Regions from separate parts of the Mus musculus genome. Here region 1 is linked to region 2. The links are chromatin contacts, called in public promoter capture Hi-C maps. All regions are on one chromosome and are shown on one strand. The core of a region is the stretch at or near the end of the contact, and the rest is flanking DNA. Distances in the headings are between cores, read along the strand shown.

Evidence for each region. Promoter capture Hi-C pulls out the DNA fragments that hold promoters and counts their contacts.
Region 1: a contact with region 2 is called in a promoter capture Hi-C map of pre-B cells, with 2.7 times the contacts expected there. A contact is called at or near these places in 4 of 39 promoter capture datasets (hematopoietic stem and progenitor cells, liver, pre-B cells and 1 more) and 2 of 9 other capture datasets (liver and pancreatic islet).

The regions. Positions count from the first base shown.
Region 1 is chr19:5,982,635-5,988,447 of GRCm38.p6, forward strand. It overlaps Slc22a20 (solute carrier family 22 (organic anion transporter), member 20), which reads right to left and starts at 3,509. Exons shown (of 10, transcript NM_198650.2): 1 at 3,132-3,509; 2 at 2,946-3,049; 3 at 2,164-2,318; 4 at 199-367. The coding sequence starts at 3,506. Gm31719 (a long non-coding RNA gene) reads left to right here. Exons shown (of 4, transcript XR_001782726.2): 3 at 27-269; 4 at 2,133-2,463.
Region 2 is chr19:6,183,080-6,188,406 of GRCm38.p6, forward strand. It overlaps Majin (membrane anchored junction protein), which reads left to right and starts at 1,266. Exons shown (of 11, transcript NM_001165919.2): 1 at 1,266-1,503.

The DNA of each region.
Region 1 (5,813 bases), core at 2,259-4,758, 200 kb before region 2:
GGCAAAAATAATTTTGTATGTTCCAGAGCCCCATGCCACGGAAAGCGGTTGGCCAAAGATTCCCTAAAGTTATTCACAAGTACCTGGGACCCTGTGGCCCTCATCATGCCTCTGTTCTCTGTGTCCAGCACTTCCAAGGCTCTCTACACCTCACCTATCAGACACATGCCCATCCCAGCACCTCTCTGCTGGACGTACCAAGAATAGAGGAAAAAGACCAGAAAAGGAGCAGACACAGCAAACTGCAGCCACCGCCAGGGCCGGATCAGGTATGCCACGCCAGCCAGGATGAGCTGGCCCAAGGTGAAGGAGAAACCCAACAAGATGCCTGCTACTGTACGGCCTCTGGTTGGCATCCATTCTACAACTGTGAAAGAAAGGCAGGCAGCTGGAGTGACCCATCTACCACATAGCTATTTCATTCACCCACCCCTTCCTCATGGCTGTGGCCACACCAAGATCTACCTAGACAACACTCTTATATGGCCTATGGCAGGGTGCTCACTATAGGACATCAGACTCTAAAATGGCTTCATTGTAGCTGGTGGCGCATGCCTTTAATCCTAGCACTCAGGAGACAGAGGCAGGCATATCTCTGAGTTTGAGGCCAGCCTGGTCTACAAAGTAGGTTCCAGGACAACCAGAGCTGTTACACAGAGAAACCCTGTCTCAAATAAATCAAACCAAACCAAACAAACAAAAAGTCTTCATTGTAAGGTTGAATTTCCTGAGACAGGGTGTGGCATGCCCCTCCTTCAGTGAGTGTGTGTGTGTCTACACAAGAGCGTACAGGAACCCAAGCACGCAAATGTTTATGTAGTACAGAGGCCATTCTGGTATGATAGGCTGACAGATTTCAGGCATTTGCTCTCAGCTGCAGCAGGACACCTACCCTTCTAGAAGGTGGGACTGGATTTCTGAGGTCCCAATATGTGCTTGGCACCTCTCTTTCTTCCTTTTGTATAGAACAGAGTTTATGTAGAACACAGGGAGGGGAGTTAAGAGGGTAGTAGAGGCAGAGAAAGGCAGAGAGAGGGAGAGAGTAGAGAAGTAGAGGAGTAGAGGGCGGCCATGAGCACATGAGCAGGTGGAAAGAGTGGGGAAGGGAATGGGGAGAGGCAGGAGCAGGAAGGAGAGCAAGAGCAAGAGAGAAGCAAGAGAGCAAGAGAGCGCTTAGCACCTCTCAGTGTCCAAATGCTGGGGCAGAATAGAGCAGAAAAGGGGTACTGGTCTGTACACCTGCTTCTCTGGACCCAAGATTTCTCTCCCATCCTGAAATCAAAGGCCCACCTGCTGATGGACAACTAAAGGTGGTGGCAGTGTCTGAGCCTGATGATGTCTTCAGAGGCAAACTAAGTAAGAGCAGCATAGGCAGGTGGCAGCCCTGTGTTCAGAGAGGGCTGTCTATTGCCTTCCACCAGGGTTTCGCCTACAGGCTCCAGCTTATTCCTTATCTCTGAAAGGTGACACTCCTATCTGGTTAGCATCCAGGAGTTCAAACTCACTAGGTTGATCAGGCTGGCCTCAAATGTGTTATCCTCCTGCCTCTGCCTCCCGAGTGCTGGGATTACATTCATGCACTATGGCACCCTGCCCTAAGGTTTTAGAGTTTGCATTGTCCGATTGAAGCCTTTTGACTGCATGAACTCCCGGCCACCCTTTATTTACAGACTCACGTACCTTAGGCAAGCTTCAAACTGGCTGTGCAGCTGAGGATCACCTTGAACTCCTGATCCTCTTGCTTCCACCTCCCAAGTGCTGCGATTGCAGGTGCGAGCCACCATAGCTGTCTCCCTTGGACACCATCCTATCTTATGTCCCTGTGTCCCACTCACCTATGTGACCCCATGTAAACCTGGCACATCATAGATGATTAGTAGGTACTGTTGAGTAACTCTCATGAAATCAATCTGACCCTCTCAGCTCACAGATTAGTCAACTGAAACCCAGACCCAAGAAAGGCCACCACTGCCCACTGCTGCCCTCGGGGTCACAGTCGGCCAACCAGGGTCTTCCAAATCCAGACCCCTGGGTAGGAGGTTTTGAATTGCGGTTTCTGGGTGAGAATTACATAACGCAAAATTTGCAAAGCTGTCCTGTGATGCTGTAATTCTCTTGTTGCATGACCCCAGCCCCTCTGGGTCCCGCCTGGACTGGACTCACCCAGGGAGAGGGAGTTAAGGATGATGCCGGAGAAGGTCATGCCCATCAGGAAGCGGAAGACGCAGTAGGCACTGAAGGAGCCCACATACGCTGTGGCAGCCCCCGAAACTGCCAGCTGCAGGTACGACCACACCAGTGGGGCCTTGCGACCCAACCTGAACCCAAAGAGTGAGGGGCTAGGGAATCCTCACCAAGGAGGCAGAGAGGCCATGTCTGAAACTTCTGCCTTGGTGGGGACACCGAAGCAATCAAAGATGAGATGCCCAGTAAAAGCCACCCCTCTAAACACCACATGCAACCACCAGGCTGATCAGGGATAGAGGGACAAGTGTGATGGAAGATCAGAGACCGAGAGATTTAATCCATGTTGGGGAAAGGTAGAGAGTTTGAAAAGAGATCCATGCCTATAATCCCAGCACTTGGGAAGTACAGGCAGATGGATCAGAAATTCAAAAAAAAAAAAAAAAAAAAAAGAAAAGAAAAGAAAAGAAAAACACTCATATATATATATAGCCATGGTTTCACACGCCTTTAATCCCAGCACTTGGGAGGCAGAGGTAGGTGATCTCTGTGAGTTTGAGGCCAGCCTGGTCTAGAGAGTGAGTGCTAGGACAGTCAGGGCTACACAGAGAAACCCTGCCTTAGAAAAACAAAACAAAACAAAACAAAACAAAACAAAACAAACAACCCCAGACAACGAAAGGAATAAAGAGAGAAGAGACAGAATGTAGGTGAACGCAAGGGCTTTCCCTGGGGGACGAGGCGCTCCCCCAAAGGCTCACCTGTCAGCAAGACCACCAAACAAGGCGGCTCCCACCAACACCCCGGACATGTAGATGGACTGAGCCAGGTCACGAAGGGTGCGGGCCTCACACACCAGGTCCCACTATTGGGGAGAGAGGAGTGCTAAACCTTGTCCTTAGGCTTGGCCTCCTCCCAGCCCCCCAAGCCACCCACCCACCTCTGACCTCCATCACAATGGTAGATGGGAAAATGCTTCGGTCGTAGACCCAACCATCCTTGCAGCCCTCGGTGGCCACCCCATGGGAGGAGGCGTTGGGTTTCAGAAGGGCCCACTGAGGTTCTACATAGCGCCGGCACGGCTCGGGGTCCCCATGCTGGTTCAGGGGTATGGCAGCCCTCAGCCAGACCCCTGAGACATTGGTGGTAGGTTCTGTGTAGTTGGCAGGATGTTGGCAGTGGTGAGGGGGTGCAGCAGCCGTGAAGTTCTGTAGGAAGGTATGGCAAGCCAGCAGCCCACAGGGCAGCAGCAGCAAGGCTGTATAGACAAGCTGGAAGCGACCCACGCCTCCCAGGGCATCCAGCAGGTCTGTGAAGGCCATGGCCAAGGGCCCTACCCCAGGTCGGGCCTGCCCAGGCCTTATGTAAAAAGGCAGGGGAGGGACCTAGAGGTAGAGGATCAGGCCAGGGGTCAGGACCACACAGGCCTTCTCTACAATGCATCTCAGAAGGATCAAGTTACACCTCACAGGAGGCCTAAATGTCCCCACATCTGCAGTGTGTCCCTCCCCCAGGCCCTTTCTCCAGTTCTCTCTCTATCTGTTACCTCTTGAGTTAGCAAAGTCAAGGGTTGGGCGTTAGATAGATAGCTGAGTTAGCAGAGTACTTCAGGACCTTAGAAGCATTAAAGCCCTGCACTTGCTTAAAATCAAGGCCATGGTGGCATGAACTTGTAATCCCAGGAAGAGAGATTCATGGGCCTTGCTGGCCAGACAGCCAAGCCTAACCGTCGAGCCCCAGCTCCCAGTGAGAGATCCTGTCTCCAAAAGACAAGGAGGATGGCTCCTCAGGGATGACACTGGAGATTGGCCTCTGACTTCTGCAAAGTGCCATGGCACTTATGAGTGTGTGTGCACGTGCATGTACACACAAATACATAAATAATTTTAATTTTGTTTTTGGGGGTTTTTTGTTTTTGTTTTTTTGGTTTTTGTTTTTGTTTTTTGTTTTTTTGAGACAGGATCTCACTGCATAGCCCTGACTGTCCTGGAAATTACTGTGTAGACCAGGCTGGCCTCGAACTCACAGAGAACTCCTTGCCTCTGCCTCCTTTCGGTTGTGTGCACCTGGCTCTCAAATTTATTATTTTTTTAAATTAAAAAATAAACCAGTGTCTCTAGCTGCATATGAATCAGAAAATAGCCTAGTCGGCCATCAGTGGAAATAGAGGCCCAATTGGTCTTTCAAACTATATGCCTCAGCACAGGGGAACGACAGGGCCAAGAAGTGGGAGTGGGTGGGTGGGAGACTTTTGGGATAGCATTGGAAATGTAAATGAAATAAATATCACCCCCAAAAAAATCAAATCAAATCAAGGACACATTGTAGAACAGGATATGCCAACTGGTGAAATAAAGTCTTAAGGAGTTAAAATAAATAAATAAATAAACCAAATGAGACACAACAAGCAATACAGAAACAAAACCAAAGAAGTCCAAGTAGGGCAGTCAAGAAGCAGCGTCAGTTTGGGGTCGGGAACTTTCAGGGTATGTTGGCGAATCACCACAGCAAATTAAAGCCACTCTAGAGAGGGGCTGAGGGCTGAGGGCTGAAAGGAGAGGAATCCAGGACACCATGCATACCGCTCCCTCCAGGACCTGCTCCAGTGAGGAGGCCAGTTGACTTGGCTCCGGCCTCCCAGTAAATAGCTCCTGGAAACCATCAGCTCAGGACACTGGTTCTTTCATGATCAGAACTCTCAGTTCCATTTCTACATGCAGCCTTGTGGGCAGTCCCATCGCCCACTCCCTGCTCCCTCAATTTTTCTTTTCTTTTTTTTTCCATTTCTTCTCAAGATAACGTCTACTATAGCCCAGGCTGGCCTGGAACTCCCTATGTATGTATGTATGTATGTATGTATGTATGTGTGTGTGTGTGTATGTATGTATGTATGTATGTATGTAGTCAGATGGTGAACTTTGAACTTTATTTATTTATTTATTTATTTATTTTGGTTTTTCAAGACAGGGTTTCTCTGTATAGCCCTGTCTGTCCTGGAACTCACTTTGTAGACCAGGCTGGCCTCGAACTCAGAAATCCGTCTGCCTCTGCCTCCCGAGTGCTGGGATTAAAGGCGTGCACCACCATGCATGGCTTGAACTTTTTTTTATTTTTCTGAGACAAGAGTTCCTCTGTGTAACTCTGGCTGTCCTGGAACTCATTCTGTAGACCAGGCTGGCCTGGAACTTAGAAATCCGCCTGTCTCTGCCCCCTGAATTCTGAAACTAAAAGGCATGAACCACCACCACCCAGTGGCAAGCCTTCTACCAACCAAATACAGCCCACCTGGCTCCTTCCTCTTATCTCTGGTAAGAGCCACAGAGGCAGAACATTAATGTAAACTGCTGGATTACAGGGTGTCCCACTGTGGTCTGGGGTTGGGTGGGGACTCTGTGCTTTAGAGAGCTCCCTAGGGGGTCAGATCTATGCTAAGTGGAGGTCTTGTGTTTCCTTACTGATATCTGCAGAGGAGGAAGTCAGACTCAGCCCCCAGGTAGAGCATGCAAAACCAGAAAAGCCACCTGGATTGGCTGTCAGTGGAGCAGTCGGTTCATGTCTCTGTGCCCAGGCCTGCTCAACATCTCAGGAGCTGAGGTGGCCACAGCCAGATACCCAATCTCTGGCAAGGG
Region 2 (5,327 bases), core at 16-2,515:
GATCAGGGTATGGTTAGGCTTATATTTAGGCTAAAGGAGACAGGATAGTAGGCTGGCCTTGAACTCAGCTCTACCTGTCTCTGCCTCCCCTGACTTGGATTAGTGGTGGGCCTCCATGACCAGCCTTCTGTTTTTAGAGGCAGGGTCTCATGTATCCCAAACTCCTGTGTTCTCCAGGATGACTCTCTGGTCCTCTGCTCCTGAATGCAGGATTACAGGGAGCTCCAGCACCCGCTCAGATATGCGCCGCTGGAGCCTTGTGCATGGTAGGCAAGCACCCAACCAATGAGCTACATCCCAGCCCATGAGGTCCTCTTTAGATAAAACAACTCCACCCCTGAGATCCAGTTTCCTAAGCCAGTAGGTGCTTAATGGCTCTAAGTATGAAGAGGAGGCATGTGGAAGGGCTGAGGGTGGGGAGGGACAGTCCTTACAGAGGGAACAGCAGGTTAAGCAGAGAAATGCAGAGCTTGGACAATGGAGAGCCATGGGTCCATCTCCCACAGATGCGGGCCCATCATCACCAGTCCAGCACACTAGGCTGTGTAGGCAAGGATGCCAAATTCCCTAATGATTCAGAACATAAAACCCGACCAACAGGAAGCAGAATACCATGACTGATCAAGCATCCTGACTTCATAAATCCTTTCATTTCCTGGTTGGATTAAATCAGACTACAAAAGATCTGCCCTAGGGTCTGGCAATGAGGATGAAAGGCAAGCATACACCACAGTGCTGTGTATGGAGAGTGCCTGGCACAGAGGAGAGACCTCAAAGTAGTTTTACCCGACTGGAGCAGGTGCGCAGGTGGGAAGAAAGCAATGCATGCGTAAATCTCAGTGTAAAACGCTCTTGGGCATCCGGCACATCATTCCCAGAACCTACATGGTGGAAGGAAGCAAAATGCTGCTTGTAAAACACACACACACACACACACACACACACACAAGAATGGGGTTTTTTGTTTGTTTGTTTTTGGAGACAGGGTTTCTCTATATAGCTCTGGCTGTCCTGGAGCTCACTTTGTAGACCAGGCTGGCCTCGAACTCAGAAATCCGCCTGCCTCTGCCTCCCCAGTGCTGGGATTAAAGGCGTGTGCCATCATGCCCGGCGCGAGAAAGGTTTTTTTCAAGAAACAATAATAGTAGTTAAGGGATAGGTCATGAGGCTGCGCGTGACGCTCAGAAGTTAGGTGTTCTTGCGCAGGCTTCAGTTTTGTGAAACCCCGCCCTGCCTCAAATCTGCGCGTGCGCGGAGGATTTGGCGGGAAGTTCCAAGGCTTCGCTTGTGCACATCAAGCTAAAGGCCGAGTTCAGAGGAGACCGACGAGAACCTGAGTCCCTGGCCCGCAGTCTTTTGACTTCGACGTCCTCTCTTGGAAAAAAAAAAAAGATTTCTGAGCAGAAAGTCAAGCGTGGCCACCTTTCTGAGGTGCTGGAGGAACCCTAGTCAGTGTGCGAGCGACAAGTGTGGCTGTCAGCGCCTGAGCGCTTCGAGGCTGAGGTAACCGCCGCCCCGCTGCTGGTGTCCCCGGGCTTTGAGCGGGTTCCGCCTTGGAGGGAAGTTTCTGGGCCGGGCCCCACACGCAGCCTCTGGAGGACCCTGGTCCCTGAGGCCTGGCTTGGGGATTGCCCAACCCGGCCGTTGGCTATAAGGCCTTGAAGGGCAGGCTGGGCACTGGTGCAGACTGGAAGCTTGAAGAGGGTGGAGAGCTGGGGTGGCAGTGGCAGGGAATGGCCGCCATGAGCCTCCAGAGGGTAACCAGCTCAGAGATGATGAGAGCTATGTCTTCTGGGCTAGTGAGGAGTGCTCTTCAACCCTCTCATGTCCAGGGTGGTGCCATGTTTGCCTAGGACACCGATCCAGCTTTCTCAGACACTGCCCCCACCCAGTCCTTCTGTACAGAAACTTCCAGATAGTCAAAGGAAGTGTTCATTCTGGCTTTTAACTACTCCCTAACCCAGGTTTAATAGCGGCGCACACACACACACACACACACACACACACACACACACACACACACACGACTTTTTCATTGACATGCTTCCTGTCACATGTTTTGTTGTTTTTTTCTTGTGTTTTGGTTTGCTTTGCAGTCTTTGTTGCTTGGTGGTTTTGTTCATTTCTTTATTTTTTGTTTGTTTTGTTTGTTTGTTTTTGGTTTGGATACTCATGGAATCAGGGTCTCATGTAACCCAGGCTGGCCTGAAACTCAGCACATAGTTAAGGATGACCTTGAACTTCTGATCCTGCCTCCACCCTGAGTGCTAGGATCATAGGGATGGACTACTGACATATTTTCTGGGGCTGGAGAAATAGCTCATAGATTAAGTGCGCAGGTTCCTCTTAGAGGAACCAGATTTTGATTCCCAGCACTCATATGGGGGTCCACAGCCATCAGTAACTTCAGTTCCAGGGGATCTGATGTCCTCTTCTGGCCTTTGTGGGCACCAGGCTCAATGTGGTGTACTGACATATATAGAAGCAAAACACTGATATACACAAAATAATAATAGAAACAATTATATTTAAAGAAAAATATTTGGAGAAATTTCTTTCCTAAAATCCCCTGTTTCCCCAGGAAGGGCGTGTGTGTGTGTCTTTGGTTAGGTGTTCAGGTAACCGGGTATCTCTCAGCAAACTGGGTTTGCTTTTTTTTTTTTAACATTTCTTTTTCTTTTTTCATTTTCATGTATATGTAGTGTGTGTATGTGTATTCACATGTGTACGAGGCCTGAAGTTGATGTTAGAATTTGGCCTCCATTACTCTTCAACCTCACCAATTGAGGTGATGCCTCTCAATCAAACCTAGAGCTTGTGAGTGCAACCAGTCTTGCTAGGCAGCTTGCTGTGGAGATCCCTGTCTCTACCTCCTGAGGCTGGCATTCCAGCTCACCAGACATTTACATGGGTGCTGGAGGCCCTAACTTTGGTCTTCACACTTGCATGACAAACACTTTCATCTCTGAGCTATCTTGTCTACTTTCTTTCCTTTTTTAACAACAGGGTCTGACTCTTGAGCCCAAGCAGTCTTCACACTCATAACACTTCTCCTCCTTCATCCTCCTGAGGGCTAGGGTTTCAGGTGTGAGCCATGGTGCATAGCCACAGGAGTCATCTCTGACTGTCCCTGTCCTTCACCTGGTCAAGTCACTGGATCATGAGTGGGCATCTTTCAGGTCGCTCTACACTGCAGTTCTACTTTTATCACTAAAGACCATCCTACTGATAGCTTCTGTCTGGAACAACAGGAGTCTATGTAATGTGGTCCTGTTCATCTCTTGTTTTGAGTTGTCTTCAGTACTGTTCTGTTGCTGTGACGAGATACCATGACTAAGGCAACACTTATAAAAGAAAGCATTTAATTGGGGCTGGCGTACAGTTTCAGAGGGTTAGTCCATTATCATAGTGTCAAGCAGGCATGATGCTGGAGACAGAGCTGAGAGCTTCATCCTGATCCACAGGCAACATGCTGAGAGACACACAGGGCCTGACACTTCAAAGCCCATCCCTAGCAACACACTTACTCCAAGGCCACACCTACTCCAATAAATTCATACTTCCTAATCCTTCTTATCCTTCTCAAATAGTTTGTCAACTGGGGACCAAACATTCAAGCATGAGCCTATAGAGACCATTCTTATTCAAACCACCACACATTACAACAGTAAACTAGGCAGCTGTATCCTAGAAGTTGAAAGGAATAGGCAAGAGAATCAGGAATTTAAGATTATCTTTAGGTGCAGTTAAAGGCCTGCCTGGGCTGCTTGAGAACCTGTGTCAAAACAGCAAAGCAAAGCAAGCAAACAAACAAAAAACCACCAACCATCTAGTGTGCATGTTTGTGTATGTGTGTGTGTTATTTATATACACGTTAACGTGAGGATGTGTACAGATGAGTGCAGATGTGCATGCATGTGTTTGCATAAAGGCCAGAGGCTTCTATGATGCCTTTCAATTCTTTTTTATTTGGATAGGCTCTATAATCCATAAACAGCCTCATAAGGAAGGCCTTTGTTCCATCTCTGCACTTCCTCCCTAGATGATATCATCCCATCTGACAACTTCCAGTGCCGCTGACTCAACTTTGTATTTCCATCCTGGTTTCCATCCCTTGCAGAGTAGGACACTGCTTCCTCAGTATAACCATTTAGTTAGTGTATAAGTCCTGTCAGACTTCACAGAAACAGAACTATGGGTTCTATCCCCTACAGCTTTTTCTCCAGAATTGGCAGTTAAGAGTAAGCACTATGGCTTACCCAATTTCCAGAAGTCATCATTGATTCCTGTATCCTTCTCCTGCATTAATGTAATGTATCTCAAGTCCAGTTATCACTACAAAAGCTCCAGGTCCCAGTTAGCAGCAACGTTCTACCTACCGCTCAGCTTCTATCCTTTTCTTCCTAGCAGCCAGATATTAAAATGCCTAAAGCCAGTGACATGGTTCAGTGGGTAAAGGTACCTGCTGCCAAGCCTGCCGCTGAGTTCCATCTAGGGGTCCCGCTTGGCAGAACTGACCTCTGACCTCCTGGATTTGCTGTGGCATATTTGTACCTATAAACAAAATAAGAAATTCTGAGATTAAAGGTGTGTGCCACTACATGTGGCTGCTGGCCTAGTCCTAGCCTGGCTGTGTAACTCTGCCCAAATCAGATGACCTCAGGGTAGGCCTGTCAGTTTAGTGTGTGTAGTGGTAGGGATAGAACCGAGGGCCTCATGGATGCTGAGCAAGAAGTCTACAACTGAGCCTGAATTTCACTAAATTGCCTGTCTTCATAAACTTAGTGAGTACAATTTTATATCCCCAATATCTCACCAAAAATTGAATTAAAGCTAGTAAAATATTTCAAATTTCCTGAGTGAAGTTTTCTTCCCTTATATAACGAGGCGGTTTCTTCAGAGTGTTCCACTGTTCCATGCCAAGAACAAAGTTGTGTGTCCTTCCACACTTTCATGCCCCCTCCTTCTGCCTCTAAGGCCCTTGAGTTATGTATCTCAGAGACATAGGGCTTATAGCTCAACTTTGTGAAAGGAGCTTTCTTTATCTTGATGAGGCTGTTCTTCTGTCATTTGCCCTTCTGAAAATACAACGTTGCTTCTCTTTCTTTTGTAAACTTCTAGTTTGCTGCTTTAAGCAGCAGACCCAGTTGGTATAACCAAAATAAAAATAAAAATTCCTATTACCTGCAGTTTTACATCAAAATGATTCCTGGGACAGGTGAACTTGAGAAGCTTGGGGTAGGCGACCTTGTGAGAAGAGCTGGGGGGAGGCGGGATGCAGCATGCTCCTTGGTATGCTGATAGACACCACCACAATTTGTCACCAG